3 separate regions of the Zea mays genome follow, and all the other regions are linked to region 3. The links are chromatin contacts, called in public Hi-C maps. All regions are on one chromosome and are shown on one strand. The core of a region is the stretch at or near the end of the contact, and the rest is flanking DNA. Distances in the headings are between cores, read along the strand shown.

The links. Hi-C and Micro-C count contacts between places; a contact is called where the count stands out from the background.
Region 1: a contact with region 3 is called in a Hi-C map of leaf, with 4 times the contacts expected there. The contact joins the promoter of LOC103632095 here to the promoter of LOC100285826 in region 3. A contact is called at or near these places in 7 of 25 Hi-C or Micro-C datasets (bundle sheath, ear, endosperm and 2 more).
Region 2: a Hi-C map of ear shows a contact between it and region 3, with 1.9 times the contacts expected there. The contact joins the promoter of LOC100193726 here to the promoter of LOC100285826 in region 3. A contact is called at or near these places in 3 of 25 Hi-C or Micro-C datasets (ear, endosperm and leaf).

Annotation. Positions count from the first base shown.
Region 1 is chr7:16,718,055-16,720,791 of Zm-B73-REFERENCE-NAM-5.0, forward strand. LOC103632095 (exocyst complex component EXO84B) reads left to right here and starts at 1,340. Exons shown (of 7, transcript XM_008653945.4): 1 at 1,340-1,823. The coding sequence starts at 1,614.
Region 2 is chr7:16,794,501-16,797,200 of Zm-B73-REFERENCE-NAM-5.0, forward strand. It overlaps LOC100193726 (Coatomer subunit gamma), which reads left to right and starts at 1,417. Exons shown (of 18, transcript NM_001358873.1): 1 at 1,417-1,643; 2 at 1,858-1,955; 3 at 2,103-2,153; 4 at 2,693-2,700. The coding sequence starts at 1,595.
Region 3 is chr7:16,546,569-16,549,268 of Zm-B73-REFERENCE-NAM-5.0, forward strand. LOC100285826 (lipid binding protein) reads left to right here and starts at 1,275. Exons shown (of 3, transcript NM_001176841.1): 1 at 1,275-2,127. The coding sequence starts at 1,767.

The DNA.
Region 1 (2,737 bases), core at 90-2,589, 170 kb after region 3:
GAAAATAGTTTTGTTGCTCGAAGACACTATGGGTGAAAATTTGACAGGTAGTGCACCACCAAGTGTGCTTCATTTTTCTATTGCTCCAAATTATTATTATTTTCTCCATTTTAAATTATAGGACTTTTTAGGTTCATTCTTTTGTTATGTACTTTGTCAACGCCCTTGGTATGGATACCCTAGGTGCTACAGGTAAACTAGTCCTACACGGAGAGGACATGACATGATATAGGCCCCGCACTCGAGGTGGTTTAAGGCGACAATACCCCACTACGGAATCAATAGACAGCGAGTGGACTGAGGTTTGGGGATCTGATGTCGTGGTCGTCGAAGGTGGGGCCGAGGCAGAGGATGATGCCCGTGAGGAGCAGGCTATGTCGGGGAGGCACGACAGCGAGTTGCTCAGGCTATGTTGGAGAGGCATGGTGGCGGGTTGCTTGAGGTCGAGGGATCCCGCGCCACGGTCGTCGTCGGGGGGACGCGAGGCAGAGAGAGATGGATGGGGCAACACAGAGTGTGATGTCAAGCAACTGGAGTTGAGGATTGGACTACATGTTCCATATAAATAAGTATAAGTGTTTTTTTTTGCAAAAGTCAATGATTGTAGAAACCATGTAAACTGCTGCTTTATATAGCATAAATACTAGCAAAGTGCTTGTATGTTGCCATGGTTTCCATTTATGGTTGAGTATAGAGTATAAAACACAAAGATACGTGTTCTGTTGGCTAGGTTTGTGAATGTGGTTTGGAGCCAACAACCATGGTTTAAATCCTCGTTTATGCATGAAAACTATACATGTGGACATCTGCGTTTTTGCTGGCAAGGTGAGAATTCCTATATTATATAATTTTAGCTTTTTTACCATTTATATGTAGGGGAGCACGACGATCGTGGAAGTTTTATATAGTAGAGATAGAGAGAAGAGAGAGGAGAAAAGGACGAGAACTTACACTCTGGCACACGCACAAAAACATCACCATCTAACTCTACTCCTTTAAAGCACAAGTTTTATGTGTCGTGCGTCACATATGAAGCACGTAGAATAGATTTGTTCTTCTACGCACCTTTCGTTTAACAATTAGGTCGTTACCTCCCAGATGAACCGTAAGAAAACACTCAACCCTTCATGACATGAAGTCATACGCAACGCTCCCGGATAGTAAAACTTGCTAGTTAAAGGAGAATAAGCAACCAAGCGAGCAAAAAAAAAGTTAGTCTTCTATTCAACTCATATTTTTATCGGTCTTTTAACTAAGATAAAGTACAATAATATATGTTACACCTTAATTTTAAATTTAATTTTTTAAGAGGCCCATCGCACTAATTTACCACTGGACCATTTTGTCACAAACTTACAACCCACGTGTATTATACTTAACTTCGAGAAAGAAACAGTACTTCTGCGGATGAAACCAAACCTAAGCCTAGCCGAGCCGCCCTCCCAAATCATTAGCCTCCCTCCCCTTCGTTTGTTTGTTTGATTGATTGGCGAGTAACAACTACCACTACCTGCAACCGCAGCAATCTCCCCTCGCCAACTCCGTCTCGGGTTAACCATTCGTCATTGCCGAGGAGGAGGCCCGGTCGTCGTGTGAGGTGTTCTGGATCTCGGATGGCGTCGGCCAAGTCGTCGCGGTCGCGGCCCGCGGGCCACTCGGGGGTGTTCCCGGTGGGCAGCGCCGCCGCGGTGGGGAGCGGGGGCGGGGGAGGCGGCGGCGGCGATGGCGGAGTGCAGCTCGCCGACAAGCTTAAGATTTTCAAGACCGACAACTTCGATCCCGACGCCTACGTGCAGTCCAAGTGCCAGACCATGAACGAGAAGGTGAGCCTACCTGCCTGCCATCTCTGATCCGATCGCGTTGCGAGGTCCAGCTCGCGGGCTCCATCCTGCTGCGCCTGTTGTCAGGGTGCGTTGGCCCGTGGGGGTGGTGGAGAGGTCTCATTTCGTTGTTGCATGGTGGGGTACTGGGGTGTCTATTGGACTAGGCGAATGTGATCTGTGGCGCAGTGGTTGGTGTTGAAATTCATGCGAATTGCGCAGCATTAGTGATTCTGTTCTCTGAATGATTGGTCATTCAGGGAATGCACTTTGACATTTTGTAGGAGGGTGCTTGATCGATATCTCAATGTGTGTTCTTAGCGCAATGGGTGCTTTGCAGTGAAAAAATGATCTGGCATAACTTGTCGGGGTGATATCGGAATTTGTATGCTTCACTGTAGAAAAAAATCTATACTGGTGGCATATATTATTGTTGTTGTTGTTGTTGTTTTATTCTGCTGTGTGTTCAAATTAGAAAACTGAATATGTTCCAAACAAGAGGAGTATTGTCTTATGATTTTATCTGCAGATTTGAGTACAAGCCAGGGATTTTGAAATACTTGAGTTGACGCTTGGATATGTTGCCACTCTTCAGGTTGCATCATGATATGGTTATGTTCGGGTTTTATTTAGAAATGAAATATGGTTATATTTATGCTGCCATGTAGAAATGAAATGTGGTTATATTCAATTTTTGGGTAGACATGGGGAATTCATGACATTGCTTTTGGAAATAGGGCATCTTGAGTTTGGTATGGCTATTGCTACAGAAATTTTGAGTCCAAACCTAGTTATAATGATCAGAGCAATTAAAGGGACCACAACCATGCTAATACATCTCTGTGTTCTAAATACATTGCTTTTTTGGTGATAGAAAGAATGGTTTTTTGTTCTTTTGGCATCATCTGCAGCTCGGA
Region 2 (2,700 bases), core at 167-2,666, 250 kb after region 3:
ATATATTTGTCTCTATGATAGGTAGGGGGCACATGAGGTATACACACTATTACTCCATGTAAATGGTGGTAGAGCATCATTCACTTTAGTTCATAAGGTCAAAAAAACATTTAACTCCAACTAGAATCCAAACCAAGATCCAACGAACTCAAGCTAAGAGACTTGAAAGCTATCTGACCAAAGCAACAACATGACAAGTTAGTCTAGCTCGTCTTAGCATACCCCTCTCCTAAGATGAGTCCTCTCGCTTGGGACTTGTAATCTTTATATCACCTATCTACAATGTTCTATGACAAGAGAGGATGTAGGGTATTTACTTGAACCTCTATAAACTTTTTTGTGTATTAGGCTAATAATATTGTGATATGGTACCCTGGGTGCTAGGGTTCACCCTTCGCTCTCCTAGCCATCTCATTTTCAATTACCTTTAGTCTCTTGATGTCTTCGCTATGATAGGTACTAACTATGGGCATGTTTGGATCTTATGTGCTAAACTTTAGTAGAGCCCTCTTTAATGGAGAGCTAAGTTTAGCACATGTGTAGTGTTTGGATGTAAGTGCTAAAGTTTAGCACATAGATATAGAAAGACATCCATACCCCTAATTAATACGGGATAGAGAGAGTGAGTGTGGGGTGAGGGGGGTATGAGATGTCTTCCTCATCCTAGATCACTTTTAGCTCACTTTAGCACATCTTAGAGGATCTAAACTACTAATAAATGTTAAAGTTCAGCAGTTTTTAGCACTTTCGTTTGGATCTTTAAGTGCTAAAATGTAGTTAAAATTGTAGTGCTAAACTTTAGCGCCATGGATCCAAACATAACATGACTGATGGCTCTAACTCAACTGGTACTAATCAAATTCACCTATTAGTCAAATCGATCAGCGTTGGAGTTGGCATATAGCTCACGTCACCTTTCACATCGAATGTTTAGATGTTTGTTAAAAGTATTAAATATAGTATAATGGTAAAAGTAATTACCAGGGGTGCAAACGACTATTCAGATATCAGTTTTTTAGTTTTTTATTGTGAATTAAATACAATATAGAATATGTTATACAAATTATATTCTGTCTCCAGTAGAACGTAAAAATAGAGGACGTAGAACTGTAGGTGATACTATTTGACACTGTTTGCAGAGAGAAATTTGAAATATGGGATAAAATAGCGGATGAGATAGGGGATCTACTCGAGATAGATATAAGTCAATTAAATTTGATTAGTCTATGGTTCGATTATGTAATGCTACAATAAGAACGTGTTTAATATAGCTCTGCTTCGTTTTAGAGCAGATCTATTATATAATTCTGGTTGAATCAGTTGTGCTGTAGAGTTTAGATTGTTTTTTTAGGCCGTGAGTTGCATCCGAAGGAAAGGAAACTCTGCTCATCAACCCGCTGGGTGCCAGTGTGGTACCGGTACCCTTCCCTCACTCTCCCGGTTCTTTCCCGGCGCTGGATTCAGATCCGCACGCTTCTCCATTTCCGTAAAGCTCCGTGCCTCCTCCTCGTCTCTTCACTCCAAATCCACCGAGGCCATCGCCTGGGCCCCGGGGAAACCCCTCGCGCTCGTGGCCCTGTGAGCAGCCGCAGCCATGGCGCAGCCGCTCGTCGTGAAGAAAGACGACGATCTCGACGAGGAAGGTGAGCGCGCGCGCGTCAGCGCCTCTCGTCTGTCTCGTCTCGTTTCTTCGTTGCGCACCTCCGGTTGTGTGTGCCCTTGCGTGCGTTCGTGCGCGCGTGTATGTGCCCAGATCTGTGCTCGCCGCGCCCTAGATCTGGGGCGATCCGGCCCGGATTCCCTCGCTCTTCGCCATTGCTCTTGGCTGATTGTTGGCTTGCTTGGTTGCTGCTGCAGAGTACTACTCGCCATTCCTGGGCATAGAGAAGGGCGCCGTGCTGCAGGAGGCCCGAGTCTTCCATGACCCTCAGCTCGACGCGCGGCGATGCTGCCAGGTGCCTATCTGCACAATCGTATTTCATCGCCTCCCCACGGGATCACGCGATACCATCTCTCCGAGCTTGTGCGAATGTTGATTCGAATGCATTCGAGGGCTCACAAAATGAGGTGTGGTTTCTCATGTTTTCTTCATGTATCTGCAGGTTATCACCAAGCTCCTGTACCTGCTCAACCAGGGTGATACCTTTACCAAGGTACACTGGCACATCGTTTATCCTACCACGATCATAATTTGGCAGGGTTTTTAGATTCAGAGTGCTGGTACTCTTTTTATATTTAAAATTAGTGTGAAGTTTGGCCATACTTATCGTCCTCCAAATCATAATTTGGCTGGTTATTTAGATTCAGATTGATGGTACTTGTCATATATATTTAAAATTAGTGTGAAGTTTGACCATACTCAATGTCCTCTGAAAAGAAGTTGGTACCTACAAAGTTAGGTTCAACACCTGGTACCCTGAATAACATTAGGTGAGAAGTTACTTGCTAGCTTAATGTGTAGAGTAGACCTTATGCATGCTTCAAACACTGCAAGTACAAAGGGGGGCCAGGAGTACATATAATCACATGTGATGTAGTGCAGTTTCTTCAATACATTAGTGTGGCCATTGTGCTCTACTCCAGGATCTGTGCTACTTGATAGTTTTCTATGAGTGGAAAAATTGCAGGTTGGCCATTGTGCTATAGTCCATGACTTGTGCTACTTGATAGTTTTATGAGTGGAAAATTGTAGGTTGAGGC
Region 3 (2,700 bases), core at 25-2,524:
ACTTTTAAAACTAATATTGCATTATATAGTGAATTAATAGTATATAAATGTGAAATAAATAATCACAACACGACATTACAAGTAATCTAAACTATAATTGTTATATATTCATCATTAAAGATTAAGAAACGAGTCAGATATCTATAAAATTATCCAATATTCATCATTATTGTGTAGGTTGATTAATTTAGTACAGCTCGTGAGCCAGATCAGCTCGGCTCGGCTCGTTGGTTCAACGAGCTTGAAAATCTGGCTCAGCTTGTTGGTTCAACGAGATCGAAAACCTGGTTCGGCTCGACTCGCGAGCCGCACGAGTTGTGGCTCGCGACCTTCGAGATTTTTTCCCAGCATGGAACAGCCGATTAGACGATCGGTTACACTGTTGGGCCGTGTTGGATAGATAGCTCGAGCGACGGCCCTTCAAGGCTTCTTGGCGTCCCCTGATATCAGTGGCGGGCCTGTTTGTTTGCTTTGAATGAGAAAGGCCGGACAAAGCATCCGTCAGTCGGGCATTCAGGCTTGTCACACCGGCGGCATATGACAGAGTCGTCGAATCAGCCCCCCCACCCCCCCCCCCCCCCCCCCCCCCCCACACACACACACACACACAACGGCCGCCATCGCACGCACGTCACTGCCGCTACCGCACCCCGTTGGGCCGTGGCCCATAGGCGACAGCCACGTCCGCGTCCGAGTGGCCCATAGACATGAGGTCTGAGTGTCCGACACCTCCCAAACGCCCAAACGTCGCACCGTTGTAGGGGGGCATGAGGTGCCTAATTTTTAGATGATTCCTGATCCAACCAATTGACATAAGTAAATGGATACTTTTTATGATTTATGTTTATATCATAACAAGTTAAAATTGTATCCTTATATGACTTCATAATTAATTATTAATTATCTTTGTGTCAACTAGGGATGTTAGTACGGAATTCCAGGATCAGGGATGGCCATTCCACACCATTCGTGCGGAGAGAAAAATTATCCGCCCCGCTAACCGGAGAGCTTTTTATAAATTTTATCTCCATAAAAAAACCCTTCCCTAGCTATTATAAAATACAATTTTTGGAGGTAAAAATAAATTGACTATATTAATTTAATTTAATTTAAACAAACACAGTTTAAAATTAAAGAGATGTCTACTTTAGAGTTTAACATGTCAAGAGATTAATTTAAAGTATAGAAATTCGTGGGACGGGTACGTGGGGAACCAGGACGGGATAGTTCCCTATTTCCGTTCTCGTGAACTATGAGCAGCATCCGTCCATCAGGTTCGTCACGCGCCGGCGGCATATGACAGAGGCAAATAAGCAGCGAATCGGCACCCTCAACGGCCGCCGCCGATGCACGCACGTCACAGCCGCTACATGGCTACATCACGCCGCACCCGGCCCAACGGCACCCGTAGGGCCGGCCGTGGCCCATAGGCGGCAGCCACGTTCGCGTCCGGGCCGGTCCGCGGCCACAACTAATTCCCGGAATCCCGGGTCCCGCGCGCGCTAGCTCTCTCTATCTCTCCACCACCTCACCTGCCGCCATGACACCACCCCGCGCGCACGCTGCCGCAGCGACACCGGCGCGCTCACACCGCCACAGCCCACACCCCCTCCGTCTATATATTCCGCTCCCCGCCCGCCTCTAGCCATAGCCTTATAGCCACATACCGGCCAGCCGCAGCAAGTGCCCAGAAGGCCAGAACCAGAACCAAGCAGCTCGTTGCAACCTCATATCATCCCCTGCCACGCACCTCCGTCCGCCGCGCCATGGAATCGAGGAGGAGGGCCGTGCCCACCGTGACGGCGGTTGCGGTGGCGACGCTGCTGCTGACGATGATGACGTCGTCGGGCGTGGGCGGCGACTTCGCGGCGGACCGGGCGGAGTGCTCGGAGCAGTTGGCGGGGCTGGCGACGTGCCTGACGTACGTGCAGGAGCAGGCGACGGCGACGGCGCCGACGCCCGACTGCTGCGCGGGCCTCAAGGCGGTGCTGCAGAGCAGCCGCAAGTGCCTGTGCGTGCTGGTCAAGGACCGGGACGACCCCAATCTAGGCCTCAAGCTCAACGTCGACAAGGCGCTCGGCCTCCCCGCCGTCTGCCACGCGCCCGCCAACATCTCCGACTGCCCCAGTACGTAGTCTGTTTGTATCCATCCACAGTCTCTAGCCTCCCTTATTTTAGTTGCTAGTAAGTGTAGTGCTGTGAGATATTTTTTTTTATTTTTTTCTAGCTCGTCTAGTTGGATAAGCTAGTTTAATTCATACAAACTCTTATACTAATCATTATTTATTTTAGTTTTTGTTAATTATTTGAGTAAGAGGAGGAGGATCGGGAAGGAGTGAATGAGGAAAGATAATCTAAATAATATAGTCTATTATATTTAAGTGGAGATAATTTTAACAATCTAAACTGTTTGGTTTTAAAAGTGTTACATGCGTGTGGGTTGCAATTAATTTATTAGATTAGCGTAGTATACTAGTAGATCAGAGCAAAGCCCGACCCGACAGATCATTTCAGACGTCACGACAGTTTTTGGGCACCACCCGATGTCACCTCGTACGACGAGGAACACAACGCCGCGTTACGACAGCGCCTAGAAGGACGTCTCGAACAGCAGCAGCACATGTCACATGAATTCCGTGTCTAGTAGGAAACTGAAACAGTGCCACTTCTGTCTCCAAAATAAATATCATGCGCCGGTTT